Regions from separate parts of the Ovis aries genome. Here all the other regions are linked to region 2. A link is a contact called in public Hi-C data. All regions are on one chromosome and are shown on one strand. The core of a region is the stretch at or near the end of the contact, and the rest is flanking DNA. Distances in the headings are between cores, read along the strand shown.

Region 1 (4,407 bases), core at 1,046-3,545, 100 kb before region 2:
GGCCCAGGCCCAGTTTATCTGCCTCTGCAGAGCCTGAATTCGTTATGCAGGGAAAATGCAAAACGCAAAACAAACTGCTGTTTTGAGAGGGGCTGCCCAGAACCCCCCTTTAAAATGAGAGAGGGGCTTCTGATAGCAGGAGGATGCACCTGCTGGGGAATTACAAAATGAAGGTGGCGATGCCCCCCTAATTCAGTTTTCCCCACCCCCAGCCCCAAGGAGCGTGGAGAGGCAGATGCCTTTTGCAAAGGAAATCAGACTGCAAAGGCAGTCACAGCCATTTAAACGTGGCCACCGCGTGCAGGGACTAGGGATCCAGATGGTAAAAATTTCAAGGAGAAAATGTTTGGGGTCTGATTAAAAAGGCCAGATTTCCTGTCAACATCCTGTCTTCTTTTAATTTCAAAGATTCCTTTTAAGCTCCAAGTGACAGTAAAACCTCCGTTCTGAGGATTAAAGTCACACGGGCCTCCCCCTCCCCCTCCTCCCCGGCAGATTTTCCCCACTGGTATTTTAAGATGTCACCCGGGAGACCTCAAAGAGCCACTCATCCCTTTTTCCAATTTGGAGTCGTCTTAATGGGACCGACGACGGCCTCGGCTTCCAGGAGCCGCTGTTTGCAGCCACCTCGGGCACCCGCCACCCCCAGCCGATGGCCCTTCCTGCGTTGCCCTTTCTCACGGCAGCTGTGAGAGGTTTAGGGGAAAACCAAGGCGTTTTCGTTTCATCTCGCTGCCCCCTTAAAAAAAATGAAAATGAAACAGTCGCCTACTCCCCAGCGAAGAGAAAAAAGCTCCTCGGGATGGCTACCAGGGACTGCCAGGGGTGGGAGCGCACCCCCCGCCCCAATCGCGGTCTGACATTCGGGATCCCGGCCAGCAATCGTTTAGGGTTCAGGGCCCCCCATCCCAGCCTGGAGCCTCCTGGTGTGAAATTTCAGAAGCCAGGGGTTGACGGTGTGAGCAGGAAGTGTTTTCTGAGAGCCGTGCAGGAGGAGGGGTGCGGGCAGGGGAGGGTAGGCCCTCTCCCACCCTCCGCACCCCGCCTCCGGGGTCCTCGCCCGGATCCCAGGGCTCCTCTCTGCCCCGCTCGCTGCCCGCAGGGCTGTATCCGAGGGATCCGGCTGGGGAAGAGCGAAACCCCATCTGCTCGTTTCCGCATCAACGGTCTCTCTGCAGGGCCCCTCTTCTCCACCCCAAGACCGAAGGTGGCAAAGCCCTTAAAAAGTTACCCGTGCCGGGTGCATTCTAGAGTGTACGCCCAAGTCCCCGGGTGGAGCGCGCAAAAGCTCCGGGGGGCCCGGCGGCTGGGCTCTCACCGCGGGGGTCCCTCGGGCGCCTCCCTTCCCCTCCCTTTTCCGGGGCTTTGGCTCCTGCAGCGGAGACGCCCGGAGCCGCCTGGCCGGTGTCCTCCCGTCCGGGGGTGGGGGGCCTCCCCCGCACTCACCTTGAAGGCGACGGGCAGCGTCTTGTTGCAACGCCAGTGCGAGGGCAGTACGGAGCAGAGGAAGTTGGGGCTGTCTGTGCGCACGAGCTCGCCCGCGTGGTCCGCCAGCACGTCCACCATCGAGCGCACCTCGGGTCGGGCGCGCCCGCCGGGGCCCACGGCCGCCTGCGCGGTCAGCGCGCCGCTGTTCTCGCCCATCTTGCCGCCGCCGCCGCCGCCGCCGCCGCCGCAGGGGAAGGCCGTGGAGGGAGGTGTGAAGCGGCGGCTGGTGCTCGGGTCTACAGGAATACGCATAACAGCGGCCGTCAGGGCGCCGGGCGGGCGGCGGCGGCGGCTCGGCTCCCCCGGGGGCGGCCGGCGCGGGCGCCTCTCCGCCGCCGCTGCTGCTGCTGCCGCTGCGAGAAGCGGGAAAGCAGAAGCGGCCGGGCTGGGGCCTCAAGGCGCCGGGGCGTGGGGTGGGGTGGGGTGGGGTGGGGTGGGGTGGCGGGGGGCGGCGTCCGGAGACGCCCGCCGCGAGGCCTCACCGCCCCCCCGACGGCCGCGCCGCTGGCCGGGCCCGCTAGTCCCGCATCTTGGGCGTGTAGCGCGGCGGGCGTGTAGCGCGGCCCGCGTGCGGCGGCTCCTCGCGGCGGTCCCGGCGGCCTCGCTCAGGCTGCGGCGGAGCCCGCCGCCCGCAGCCCGCTCGCGGCCGCCCCACCAACTGGGCGGCCGCAGCCCCAGAACAAAATCCTCGAGAACCGAGTGGCCGCGCCGCCGCCGCCTCGGCTCGCGCGGGGTTAGTACCCCCGGGGGCCCGCGAGGGCGGGGCCGGCCCGAGCGACGCGTCGCGCAGCCAATGGGAGCCCCCATCGCGGGCACCTCGGCTGCGCTCGCCTGGGAGGAACGGGGGCCGCCGAAGGCCGCCCAACGGGGAGGGGCGGAAGGCTCCGCCCGGGGAGGGCGCCTGGGGTCCGGGCTGGGTCCCCCGACTCCCTGCGCGACAGCCCTGGGCTCCTCCAGAGTTCTGGGGAGCTGGAGCCGAGGCTGAGAATTTGTTTAAAACGTCTAGTCCTTCCAGCCGCCACCCCCCCTACCCCCACCTCCAGCTTCTTCGGGTGCCCTTCCTGGCCGCCGGCAGCCAGGCCTCCCCAGCTCCAGCTGCTTTCGGCCTGTGAAGCTTGCACCCCCCACCCCCCAGATGGGGACTGTACGGGGCGGGGGGCCCTCAAGGCCGGTAACACCAAGCGGGTAGCGGCCCCAGAGTGCCTTTTCCCTGCCCCTACCTGTCCCGCAAATTATTTTGACCCCAAGACGAGATGACCGCACACGAGATGACGCTCACCAGCCAGAGGCCTCTGCAGCACCGAGCCCTGCGCAACTTTCCTCCCGGCCCGGGGCCAGAGAGAAGGGTGTCCCCTCCGTGCCCGCATCGGCGTGGGGGCAAGCAACACCATTCCTCTCCGCTCTCCCCTCCAAAAATGACTTTCAGGATCGCGCAGGCCTCGCTGCGTCGTCGGCCTATGGCTCTTTGAAAAACACGACGGTGCCTGAAAAACGCGAGCGTTTCCACTCCCCCATCGCTCCCCCAACCCCCGAGCCCCAACCCCCCGCGGGCATGTAAACGCCGTCCTGCTTCGTAGGAGAGGACCAGAGTTCGTGATGAGAAAGAAACCGTGCAGAGAACGCGCGGGAAAGGCTGCAAAGGATAAGGGCCCCGGCTTCCAAAGCAGGGAATTTTCATCCACCCGGTGGATGCAAACTGGCCCACGCGGGTCCACGCCCACGTCTTCCCGGGCAGTGCGCTCTGGCCCTGCGGCAGGAACGCAGACATCTCTTTCTGCTTGCCGGCCCGGCTCATTCTCCCCTTCTCCCCTCTCCCGACCGCGTGGCCCATCCGCTCCCGGAGGCAAAACAGGCAAACGATCCGCTCTCCAGCCTCTTAACGCCTGGATAGCGGGCCTAGGGACAAGCTACACAGAGGAGGAGGACTGGAAAGATCAAGTCCCATTGCTCTCGATTATCGCCCCAGATGGACCCCCTGGAGTCTGGGAAACGAACGCGTACAGAATCTGCCCGCCGTTTTGGAGATCGGGTTGGATATTCGTTGTTCCCGGCCTTGGACAGGTGCAAAACGACGGATTCCAAACCTCGGGAGCGGAGAAGCATAGGATTCGATGGCGGCAGCAAGATATCGCCTTGGATCTGACCCATCGCGGGCTGCTTAGTCTTTGCCAAACGAAATCAAGCCCTGTATGGGGTCTAGGATGGACCGGCCCTGACCCAACCTCGACCACCTGGAGAGGTGGTCCCCAGCCCTGTCAGCCTCACACCAGGCCCCTCAGACCATTTAGAGAGCGGGGACAATGAAGGTCCCTCGCTGGACCTTTTTACAGAGCCTGCACGTCGGAGATGCAGATCGCCAGGAGGGGCCTGCACACTCTGGGGAGTGCTGGCACTGGCTGCAGACCTGGAGGAAAGTGAGGTACAGGGGCCTTGGGACGTCGGACCTCTGGGAGCTTCCCGCTGCAAAGGCCCGCCTTGTCTTGTCCAGGTAGGGCCTGGGGCCAGGAAGGGCGGGTGACTCTGTGCTGCCCCAGAGCGGTTTTGGGGGTCAGGACCTGCTGCATCTGGGGTTTGTAAATTCGATTTGTTGGGTGGTTTTGGTTTGCAGCAGTGCCCTTCCTGGTCTCTCCGCCTGATTTCTCCCTCTCGTCCGTCCTATGGCCGGTTTACAAATGGGTTTCCTGAGGATAGGACTCCTGTGGGTCCTGGCACCTGGCCACAAGTGCCCGCACGGCTCCAGCCCAAGAGAAAGGCGCTTGCTGCCGGTGGGCGCCAGAACCAGGGAACCTGGGTTTGTAGACACTTGGGTCCCCAGCCTGAGGTCGCCGGGGCTGCGGGGCAAGGAGCAGTCCCGGGACCCACCGCTAGTTGACGCTTGCACTCTGCCAGCCGCTGAGGTTCTGGGCACAGATGTGCACC
Region 2 (4,716 bases), core at 643-3,142:
CTGCAGGAGAGAGGGCCTCGGACCAGGGAGTCCTAGATGACAGGGCTGACAGACAGTTAGAGATTAGCCCACCCAGGGGATAGAACCGAGATCTATGGACCTGAAGAAGAGCTGGAAACTCCCAGGTCGCGCAGACTTGTGGTTACGTGCATGCGGTTGAACGCATGCTGTTGAATGTATGTGTGGTTCTTTTGTGTGTGTGGTCATGTGTCAGGGTGTGTGGAGCTTTGCTTGCATGTGTGTGTCTGCATTTCCTGAGAGGAGGGTCCAGATTTCATTAAGTCTTCAAAGCAAAACTTTAAACTTCAGAATCAATGTGCGTTCCTCCCCTTTCCCATTTCACAGGAGAAGAAAGTGAAGCCAAGAGACAGGAGTTGTCTCACCGCCCTTATGGGAAGGCTGAGGAGGGTTACTTAGTGCTTCGATTATGATTGCCTTTTTCGGGCTCAAAAATAGCCCCTAGGAAATTCAGAGGTGATCTGTATCCCATCTCCTTGTCCCGGGACTTGGAGGGTGGCTGAGGCTTGAGGAGATTTGGAGAAAAGAAAGTTAGGTCAGGTCCCCTGTACCAAGCCCCAGAGCTCCTGGCAGCATCACCAATATCACCATCACCATCAAGACCACCACCGTCAGCACCATCATCCCCATCGTCAGTATGACTAACTGCTGCTATCAGCATCACCATCAGCATCACCGCCTCAGCATCACCATCAGCACGGGATCGCCCTTACAGACTGCGTCAGCCACCCTGTTTCCGCTGTCACCCTGCCTCTGCTGGTGGCAGCTGGGATGCCCAGCTCAGGCCTCATGTAGAGCCCTGTGGGGCCATTCTGAACTGAAATGCCCACTGCAAAATGCACTCAACTGCCCTGACCCTCATGAAAGGCTTGCTTAGAGATAGCTCATGCAGGCAAGCTCTTATCCAATTAAGATTGGATGCTGTTCCTTTAATCTTTCCACAAATATGTTTTCATTATTATTGTAGCTGGCACCTATCCAGCACTGAGTGGGCACTGTTCTCAGGACTTTAGAGGTATGACTACTTCAACCCTATCAGCAACTCTGTGAAACGAGTAGTGTTTTTATTTTACTTTGTAGTTGGGGAAACAAAGGCACTGAGAAGTCCAAGGTCAGACGTCTAGCAAATGACAAAGCCAAGATTTGAACCCAGGCATCATTACACCAGATTTGAATCCAGGCTTTTAGCCACTCCAGTATCAGATCAGAGAAGCATGGAGCAGGCCAAAGAACCCCTCTCCCCACCCCCAGATGTGCAAACCCTGCAATGCCTGTGATCTCTTTGAAGGCACAGGCCGTGCTGTTTTCATTGCTGTGTTCTCAGGGTCTAGCATTAGGCCTGGTGTGCAGAAGGAGCTCAGTAAATGTTCGTTAAGGGAATCACTGGCCTGATAGTACTCGCCTCCAACACTTCGCCAGCTCTGACTTCTTCCCCTGAACCACACTTGAGGGAGGTTCCTGAAGCTGTAGTTCTCTTGCCAGCCAATAGAGGGCAGCATGTATAATAAGGCAAGACCTCGCTCCAGGCATCAGGAAGAAGGAATTAGGAGGAAAAGGAGGAAATACTTTGTAGCCGGCAGGAACAGTTACTGACTAAAAGCAAGTTGAGACAAACTCTGGGTCCCACAATAGGATACCATGGCTGGTATTCTTAATTTGACAGCTGAGGAAACTGAGGTCCAAAGAGGGAGAGGTTTTCCCCCCAAGATCACACAGCATGTGAACAGCAAAGCCAGGCTGGGAATCCGAGTCTCCTGGTCTCTTTCTCCACCAGAATGGTAGAAATAGCTGACAGGTTCGGGTATGGACCAAGCCTTTCCTTGTCTGTGAAGAGAATAGCAGAAGTTAGAAGTTACCAGCCCGGGGCAGCCCTTTGTGCACATAGCCAGGGCGCCCCCTGGTGGCTGTAACTGTCAGGTACCCAGAGGCACAGTCAGGAGAGTGTCGATCCATCAGCCAGTGGGATGCATCTCCACATTACAGGTGCAGGCCAGGAGTTAAGTCGTGTCTGACCCTTTGATACCACTCTACATGGACTGCAGCCCGCCAGCCTTCCCAGTCTTTCACTACCTCTTTGGCACCCCACTCCAGTACTCTTGCCTGGAAAATCCCACGGATGGAGGAGTCTGGTAGGCTGCAGTCCATGGGGTCGCTGAGAGTTGGACGCAACTCAGTGACTTCACTTTCACTTTTCACTTTCATGCATTGGAGAAGGAAATGGCAACCCACTCCAGTGTTCTTGCTTGGAGAATCCCAGGGACGGCAGAGCCTAGTGGGCTGCCGTCTATAGGGCTGCACAGAGTCGGACACGACTGAAGCAACTTAGCAGCATGTCCATTGAGTCAGTGATACTATCCAACCATCTCATCCTCTGTCACCCCCTTCTCCTCCTGCCCTCAATCTTTCCTAGCATCAGGGTTTTTTCCAATGTACTGGCTCTTTGCATCACATAACCAAAGTCCTGGAGCTTCAACTTCAACCTCAGGCTATTGGGAAGGCAAGGGACCAAGAGGATCAGGCTCCAGTCCCTCTGGGGACTCACAGTCCAACAAATGAAGCAGTTTGGCCCACAGAACAGAGCAGAGAGTGTGTGTGCCTAAGTCCCAGGGGCCACAGCCTTGGCCAGCTGTGCACCCAACACCTTGGATGGCCCATCACTTTGAGGCCCACATCATCTTAAGGGATAGCCACTCATATTCTCTCCATTGACTGTTAGGAAACTGAGACTCAGAGACAGGACATAATTGTGTACATCGCCACCCAAGAATAGAGGAGCTGGGAAGTGAAGCACAAACTGGCAGATTCCTAGGGCTTATTTCCATCTTTCCCCTCTACCTAATTTTCCTCCAGAAGTTGTCACCAAATTCTTAAAGAGATTGGAATACCAGACCACCTCACTTTCCTCCTGAGAAATCTGTATGCAGGTCAAGAAGCAACAGCTAGAATCGGACACGGAACAACAGATTGGTTCCAGATTGGGAAAGGAATAAGTCTAGGGCTTATTCAACTTTCCCCCATGATAACCACTGCAGATCTGAGCGAGTGCAGTCAGCTTGGATTCCTATAGGAGGCGGGCGTCACACCATCCCAAAGGCCAGACCCAATCCCTTTCAGCCCCATCACCCACTGATGATGACGACAATCACCATGACAGAAAGTGTCATCAACTAAGTATTTAGTGCTGGGTGCTGTGGTTTAAGTACTTCCCATGAGTCAGTTATTATTCATTCATTCATTCACTTAACAAATATTTATCAAGCATCTTCTGTGCTCCTATGTTTTAGGTGTCAGGATCAAAACAGCAAATAAAGCAGAGAAAAATCCCTGTCCTCTTGAAACTTGTATTGCAGACAAGGGGAAAAGACACTGGGCAAAATAAGTCACTATAATATATAATTAAATATATATTGTGTGCTAGGTGGTGACAACTTCTGGAGAAAAGCTAAGTAGGGAGGAAGGATAGGGAGCTTTTGGGGATGGAGGTGGAATCCCCCGAGATGACTTTTGAGCAGAAAGCTGAAGGAGAGGAAGAATACCCTTCTTGTATAGTTCTTCTGGGCAAAAATGATCTTAATGACCCAGATAACCACGATGGTGTGATCACTCATGTAGAGCCAGACATCCTTGACTGCACACTCCAGGATGAAAGGGGTACAGCGGTGGTTTACAACTCAAAGTTGAGCGAGATGGATCAGTGAGGCTGTTGCCTCAGAGCCTTTGCACTCTCTGTGTCCTCTGCTTAAATACTCTTCCCTCAGACATCCCCAAGGTTCACTTCCTCCTCTCCTTCAGTTTTCTGCTCAAAAGCCATCTCAAGGGACTCTACCACCCTTCCAAAAAGCTTTCCATCTTTCCCCTCTACCTAATTTTTCTCCAGAAGTTGTCACCAAATTCTTAAAGAGATTGGAATACCAGACCACCTCACTTTCCTCCTGAGAAATCTGTATGCAGGTCAAGAAGCAACAGCTAGAATTGGATATGGAACAACAGATTGGTTCCAAACTGGGAAAGGAATATGTCAAGGCTGTATACTATCATCTTGCTTATTTAACTTACATGCAGTGAGGTACTCTGCCTATATACCAGAATACATGAAATACCAAGCTGGATGAAGCACAAGCTGGAATGAAGATTACAGGGAGAAACATCAATAACCTTAGATACGCAGACGATACCACCCTTATGGCAGAAAGCGAAGAGAAACCAGAGAACCTCTTGATGAAAGTGAAAAGGAGAGTGAAGAAGCTGGCTTAAAACTCAACATTCAAAAAACTAAGATCATGGCATCTGGCCCCATCAGTTCAGTTCAGTTGTCCGACTCCTTGCGATCTCAAGGACAGCAGCACACCAGGCCTCCCTGTCCATCACCAGCTCCCGGAGTCCACCCAAACCCATGTCCATTGAGTCTGTGATGCCATCCAACCATCTCATCCCCTTTTCCTCCTGCCTTCAATCTTTCCCAGCATCAGGGTCTTTTCCAATGAGTCAGTTCTTCACATCAGGTGGCCAAAGGATTGAAGTTTCAGCTTCAGCATCAGTCCTTCCAATGAATATTCAGGACTGATTTCCTTTAGGATGGCCTGGTTGGATTTCCTTGCAGTCCAAGGGACTCTCAAGAGTCTTCTCCAACACCACAATTCAAAAGCATAAATTCTTCGGCTCAGCTTTCTTTATAGTCCAGCTCTAACATCCATACAT
Region 3 (4,869 bases), core at 1,709-4,208, 70 kb before region 2:
TTTTCACTGACCTCTAGCTAAAGTTTAGCATCTTTTTTCCACAGTGACTTTGTCACCTGTGGAAATCGCAGACATCCTTCGGTCTCCTTAGGGCTGTCACAGTTCTCCTGAAGTACGGTGTATGCCCATCGCCGTTGCATCATGCCCTTACCGTCGCCACTGAGAGGCCCGTGGTCACGGTGTCACACACTGGCTTTTTTGATAGTTTGAAGACAGCGTTTCTATAGATTTTAGGTTTTTTTTTTTTAATAGTTCTTTGTATTTTGTTTTATGCATTTAAAAATACGATTCTGAGGAGTCCATAGGCTCTCTGAGAGTCTGCAAAGGTCCCCGGCTCCCAGCAGGTTAAGCTTGGATTAGCATGGAGCGAGCGCTGCAGGACCCCAGGGTTGGATCTCTCTGGGGCCAGAATTGGGAAACCTCTTGGAGACAAAATTTGGGAGGCAGATCCGTCTAAGTGAGTGGGAAGTCGGGGGGATAGAACTGGGCAAGACAGAGGGGGCAAGACGGTATGGACAGGACATGGAACTTCAGGGAAAGCTTCAGATGGCAAACAGAGCACCCCACCCCATCCCCAGCCTTGCTTACCAGATCACCCTGCAGGGATCAGCGCGCTCTGCGCGGCAGCCTCCCAGCTCTGTGCACGCAGCCAGCCCAAAGCCACCAGCTGTCCCCTCCCTCTCCCTCCGGGTCACCTCTACCATCTCTCAGGAGCCCACCCTAGGTGGGTGGCCCTTTAGTCCCGGCTCCTAAATTTCCTTTGTTTTGAACTCAATGTTTCTCCATCTTGCTCATGGAGGGAGAAGTACAGATTACAAAGACCCAGCAAATGGTTTTTATAAACTCCTATTTTCTTGCCACAGCACTGCCTTTAATTAGCTCGCAGGACTACAAAGGGAGCAGCGTTATAATAGGAGCCGCTGGAAGGAAGGAGCCCACGGCGCTCGGCTCCTAGACCCAGGGCTGTTGCTGGTCACCGGCCACAAGCAGGTTTGACGGGAGTGCCCCCACCACGGGGACGGCAGCCCTCCACAACCCGCGTCTCCCCGACTCAGTCCCCCGACTGCAGCCACACAGCCTGCCTCAGCCCCTCTCCAGGGAGGAGGGAGCGGGTCCAGCCCTCAGGCAAGCCCATGCAGAAGCCTTTGAACAATAAGCACTCAAATATGCCTGCACAGAGCTGGCTGCCCAAGGACTGGCTTGGAGTCAGTCCACAGCGGGACAGGCAGATGGGCAGATGGACAGTCAGACCGGCTACTGCACCTCAGCTAACCACCTCAGCAGAGCAAAGGCAGGGCCTAGCCCCCAAGCCCTGGAGTTCTGGCTTCCATTCCATCCCTCTATTCCGGAGGAGAAGTCGTCCCCGTCTACAACCCTGAGGCCCTGTCCTCACACACAGGCCATTCCCAGCCTCAGGCAATCAGAATGTCACAGCCAGAGGGGCCTTCATTTGAGGCACAGAGACTTTAAGTAACTTGTCTAAGGCTGCTCAGCAGGGTAGCCACTGATCTTGGCCTCAGGGTCTCTTGACCCCCGATCTCAGGTGCCACAGCCCCATCTGGGCTCCCACTAGTGAGGAGGAAGGCAACAAGGTGTTGTGTGAGGCCCGGGCACGTCACCTCGAAGGGCCAGACAGAAGCAGGAACAGTCTCCCCCTGAGTTCTAGCCTCAATCAGAGGTTCCCAGTGGGGAATCTGGGAACTAAATCCTTTTTGAGGGACATAACTTAGACCTCTGGGTCCCTCTAGGCTATATATAGAAACAACTGATTTCTCCCCGTGACCAAATCCACAAACCTTCCCGAGGTCTGCTCCCCAAACTCTGATCCAGGCTCAGGGCCAGCCAGAGCTGCATGCATTCCAGCAAAAGCCTGGACCCCTTTCTCCCTCTGCTTCCTTAGTCCCAGGGGTTCCTCAGAAAATGCAGAGTTAGGGGAAGGTCCTTGGGAAGGTCTCTGAGTCCACCAATGTAAGACTCTTGCCTCCTGCCTGCTCCGCGGCTCTGGGCAGAAGCCGGCCGGGGCCCTGGGGAATGGGAGAATCTGAGTATCTACCTGAGTCCAGGTAGAGGGTCTGAGCACCCCAGGAGGGCCAGGGGCTAGGGTTGCAGGGCCCAGAGCTCCACGGGGGAGGCAGGAAGCCTCGTGGGGTCACAGAGACACCCCCATGTCTTCTCCATCTCACGACCCTCAGAGCTCTGGTGTTTGAGGTCTTGAGGTCTTGTGGTATCCATGACCCCCACCACGAACGGTTCCCACCAGCTGAGGATAAAAGTTCACAAACATGTCCCACTCCAGGAGACCACGGAGGCCACCAAGCCCAGTTCCCACCTCCGGCTTTCAGAAGCCAGCGGATTTAGGTAACCAACCCTGGGCCCTTGAAGGCAGCCAGGGGCAGGCGGTGGAGGGTCGTGGTCCGGGGCCTGGCCCCAGCTCCCCACCCGAAAGGGCGCTCATTACTCACCGCGGATGAAGGTCTGCGAGTAGGTCGGGAAGGAATCGAAGATGCTGTTCGATGCCATGCCCCGCTCGGAGGAAGGCGAGGTTTCAGCCCTTCTGGGGGTTGGGTTGGGATAACTTGGTTGGCTGTTGTTTTATTTTTTCTTAGCTACTTTTGAAAATAAAGTGGGGGGGGGGAGTTGCTTTTTGTTTTTTTGTGTGTGTGTCGTTTTGTCTCTTTTGCCCCCCCACCCCCACCTACTGCTATGAAAAAGAAAAAAGGAAAGAACGCGAGAGTGTGTGTGTGAGCGAGAGAGGAAAAAAATCCCCAAGGAAAGTAAGTTTCTGTTTGTACCCAAGAATTTGGATTCCCGGTCCCACAGGAATGTCTCGCCACAAATTTTCAACAGAAGCGTATGCAGAGTGTATCATTAGATGGCGGGAAGGGGCCTTCGGCAGCCAGGGCAGGAGTCGCGGGGCGGTGAGAGCCGAGGCAGCCCAGCACCGAGCACCGCGGGAATGAATGAATGAGGCTCGCCCCCGTCAGAGCTCAGCTCAGTGGGTGCGAGGGCGGCCAGGGGTGGGAGGACCGGGAGCCAACCAGCTCCGGCGCAGGGCCCCCCGAAGGCGGCCGAGGGCCTGGCCTTGTGGTTCTGTGGTTGAGGGACCAGGCCTTCACGGTGTCAACCCAACCTCAGCTCACAGGATGCAAGAAGCCAGCTCGCGGCCTTGGCCCATTGGCTGGGCAGCAGTCACCTGGGCCGTGATGTCACAGCCTCTTAGAAGATCTTGTGGCTGCCTCTCTCCCTTTTTAGAAAAAAAAAAAAAAAGAGAGAGAGAGAGGAAAAAAAAAAGGATGGCTTTTATTTGTGGGGCTGGCCTCAGCACGCGGCCCAAAAGCAGAACTGGAAGAGGCTGGGGCAGGAGTGGCTGGGTGGTGGTTTGGATCCTGTGGGAGACTCCTTTTTAATGAAGGCCAGTGTGGGCCCAGGTAGCAGGGAGCCCCAGGAGCCCGGATCCCTCCAGGCGCCCCCCACCTGGGCTGTGGGTGGCTGTCACCCGGCCATCGTCAACCAATTCAGTCCCAGAGAGGTATCCACGCGGGTGGCTGGGTGACACTTTGGGGAGATTTTATGGGAGTTGGGATCAGGCACCAAGGGAAATACATGAAGGGGCGTCACCAGTGCTCACCCTGGAGCCCTTGGGCTTCCAGAAAGGGCTTCCTAGGGGGCACGGCCTTGCCAAGGGGCCTTGTGCAGAGCTTGGGGTCTGAGGCCTGCACCCAGTCATTCAAGGCCCTTTGCTCACTTTGCCCACCTGTGCATCTATACTATGGGGTTCTCTGTTCCTGCCTCAGGTGCCTGGACTTGCCTGTCTCTAGGCCTTTCCTCTTGCTCTCCGGTCCCCACTGCCTCCAGCCCTCCCGCCCCCACCCTTCAGGCTCCCAGTGGGAGCTCGTCAGCCCCCTGCATCCTTCAACTCCCAGAGGGACTCAGAAGTAGGAAAGACATGGAAGATGATTCAACTCCACATTTCCGTGTTTTCCTGGAAGCCAGGTCAGGCTTTGGGGGGAGGGTGGAAGCTGCAGCATTTCCCTGGAAAGCTCTATCTCCCATTTCATGGGCAAGACCACTGAGGCCCGAGACATTGAAGTCAGCTCGTGCAAGGCCACACAGTATTCTGAGTGGGATTGGAATGTCAGCCTCTGGCTCACCAGGCTGGGCCTCAGCCACAACACCCCAGGGCTCTGCAGTGTCCTCTAAGCCAAATCCCGAGGCTCCCAAGAGCCCTCTGCAGCCTGGGCCCCACCACCCAGCCTCTCCTAGGGAGCCCAAGCTTGGGCGCAGGCCCCGTCATCTCTGTAGGCTAACACAGCAGAGAAGGGGCATCCGGGGGAGGAGGAGCTTGTCCCAGGTCCCGGGGAGACTTGCCTCTGCTCAGTGCCTCACTGGGTCACCTGGGAGTGGGATGACCTTGGAAATTCGCTGTCTGAGTCTCACCTGCGTCCTCCTGAAAACTCAGTCTTCTGTTCCCTAGTGGCAAGTTGCTGGGGGTGGGGGTGGGGGTTCTAACTTCTCCAGGGAGGAAACAGGTTTAAGTGAAAGGTGCAGGGTTATGAGGTCAGATTCAACTTCTAGTCCAGCTCTGCTGAACCCCAGCTGCAACGCCGTGGGGCAAGTCACTGCCCTCCTCTGGGCCTCAGTTTCCTTTCCTGTAGAATGGGGATAACACATTTCTCGGAGGACAGGCAATGAGGTGAGGACGCCATGAAGGCTGGTTTCCTTGCCCGAGTCTGGGTGACGTAATTCGGGCTCTGTTATGAGTAAGTGCAGGAAAAGAGACATCATGGTCACATAGGGGTATAGACTGCCCCTGCTGGAAACTCATCGGCTGGCCCGGCCTGGGCAGGGCTGGGCGGTGGGGAAGGGGGT

The links. Hi-C and Micro-C count contacts between places; a contact is called where the count stands out from the background.
Region 1: a Hi-C map of tail adipose tissue shows a contact between it and region 2, with 4 times the contacts expected there. The contact joins two enhancer-like sites. A contact is called at or near these places in 6 of 16 Hi-C or Micro-C datasets (blood, hypothalamus, liver and 2 more).
Region 3: a contact with region 2 is called in a Hi-C map of blood, with 2.0 times the contacts expected there. The contact joins the promoter of RUNX3 here to the enhancer-like site in region 2.

The regions. Positions count from the first base shown.
Region 1 is chr2:241,773,424-241,777,830 of ARS-UI_Ramb_v3.0, reverse strand. RUNX3 (RUNX family transcription factor 3) reads right to left here. Exons shown (of 7, transcript XM_042244555.1): 3 at 1,447-1,724. Among named protein-coding and RNA genes, the nearest start is that of RUNX3, 34 kb to the right of the region's middle. Within about 2 kb of position 2,295, at least 5 of the 54 cell types and tissues checked have an H3K27ac peak or open chromatin away from gene starts, as enhancers often do.
Region 2 is chr2:241,669,022-241,673,737 of ARS-UI_Ramb_v3.0, reverse strand. No RefSeq gene overlaps it. Among named protein-coding and RNA genes, the nearest start is that of RUNX3, 70 kb to the left of the region's middle. Within about 2 kb of position 1,892, at least 3 of the 54 cell types and tissues checked have an H3K27ac peak or open chromatin away from gene starts, as enhancers often do.
Region 3 is chr2:241,739,695-241,744,563 of ARS-UI_Ramb_v3.0, reverse strand. RUNX3 (RUNX family transcription factor 3) reads right to left here and starts at 2,958. Exons shown (of 7, transcript XM_042244555.1): 1 at 2,793-2,958; 2 at 2,463-2,554. The coding sequence starts at 2,869.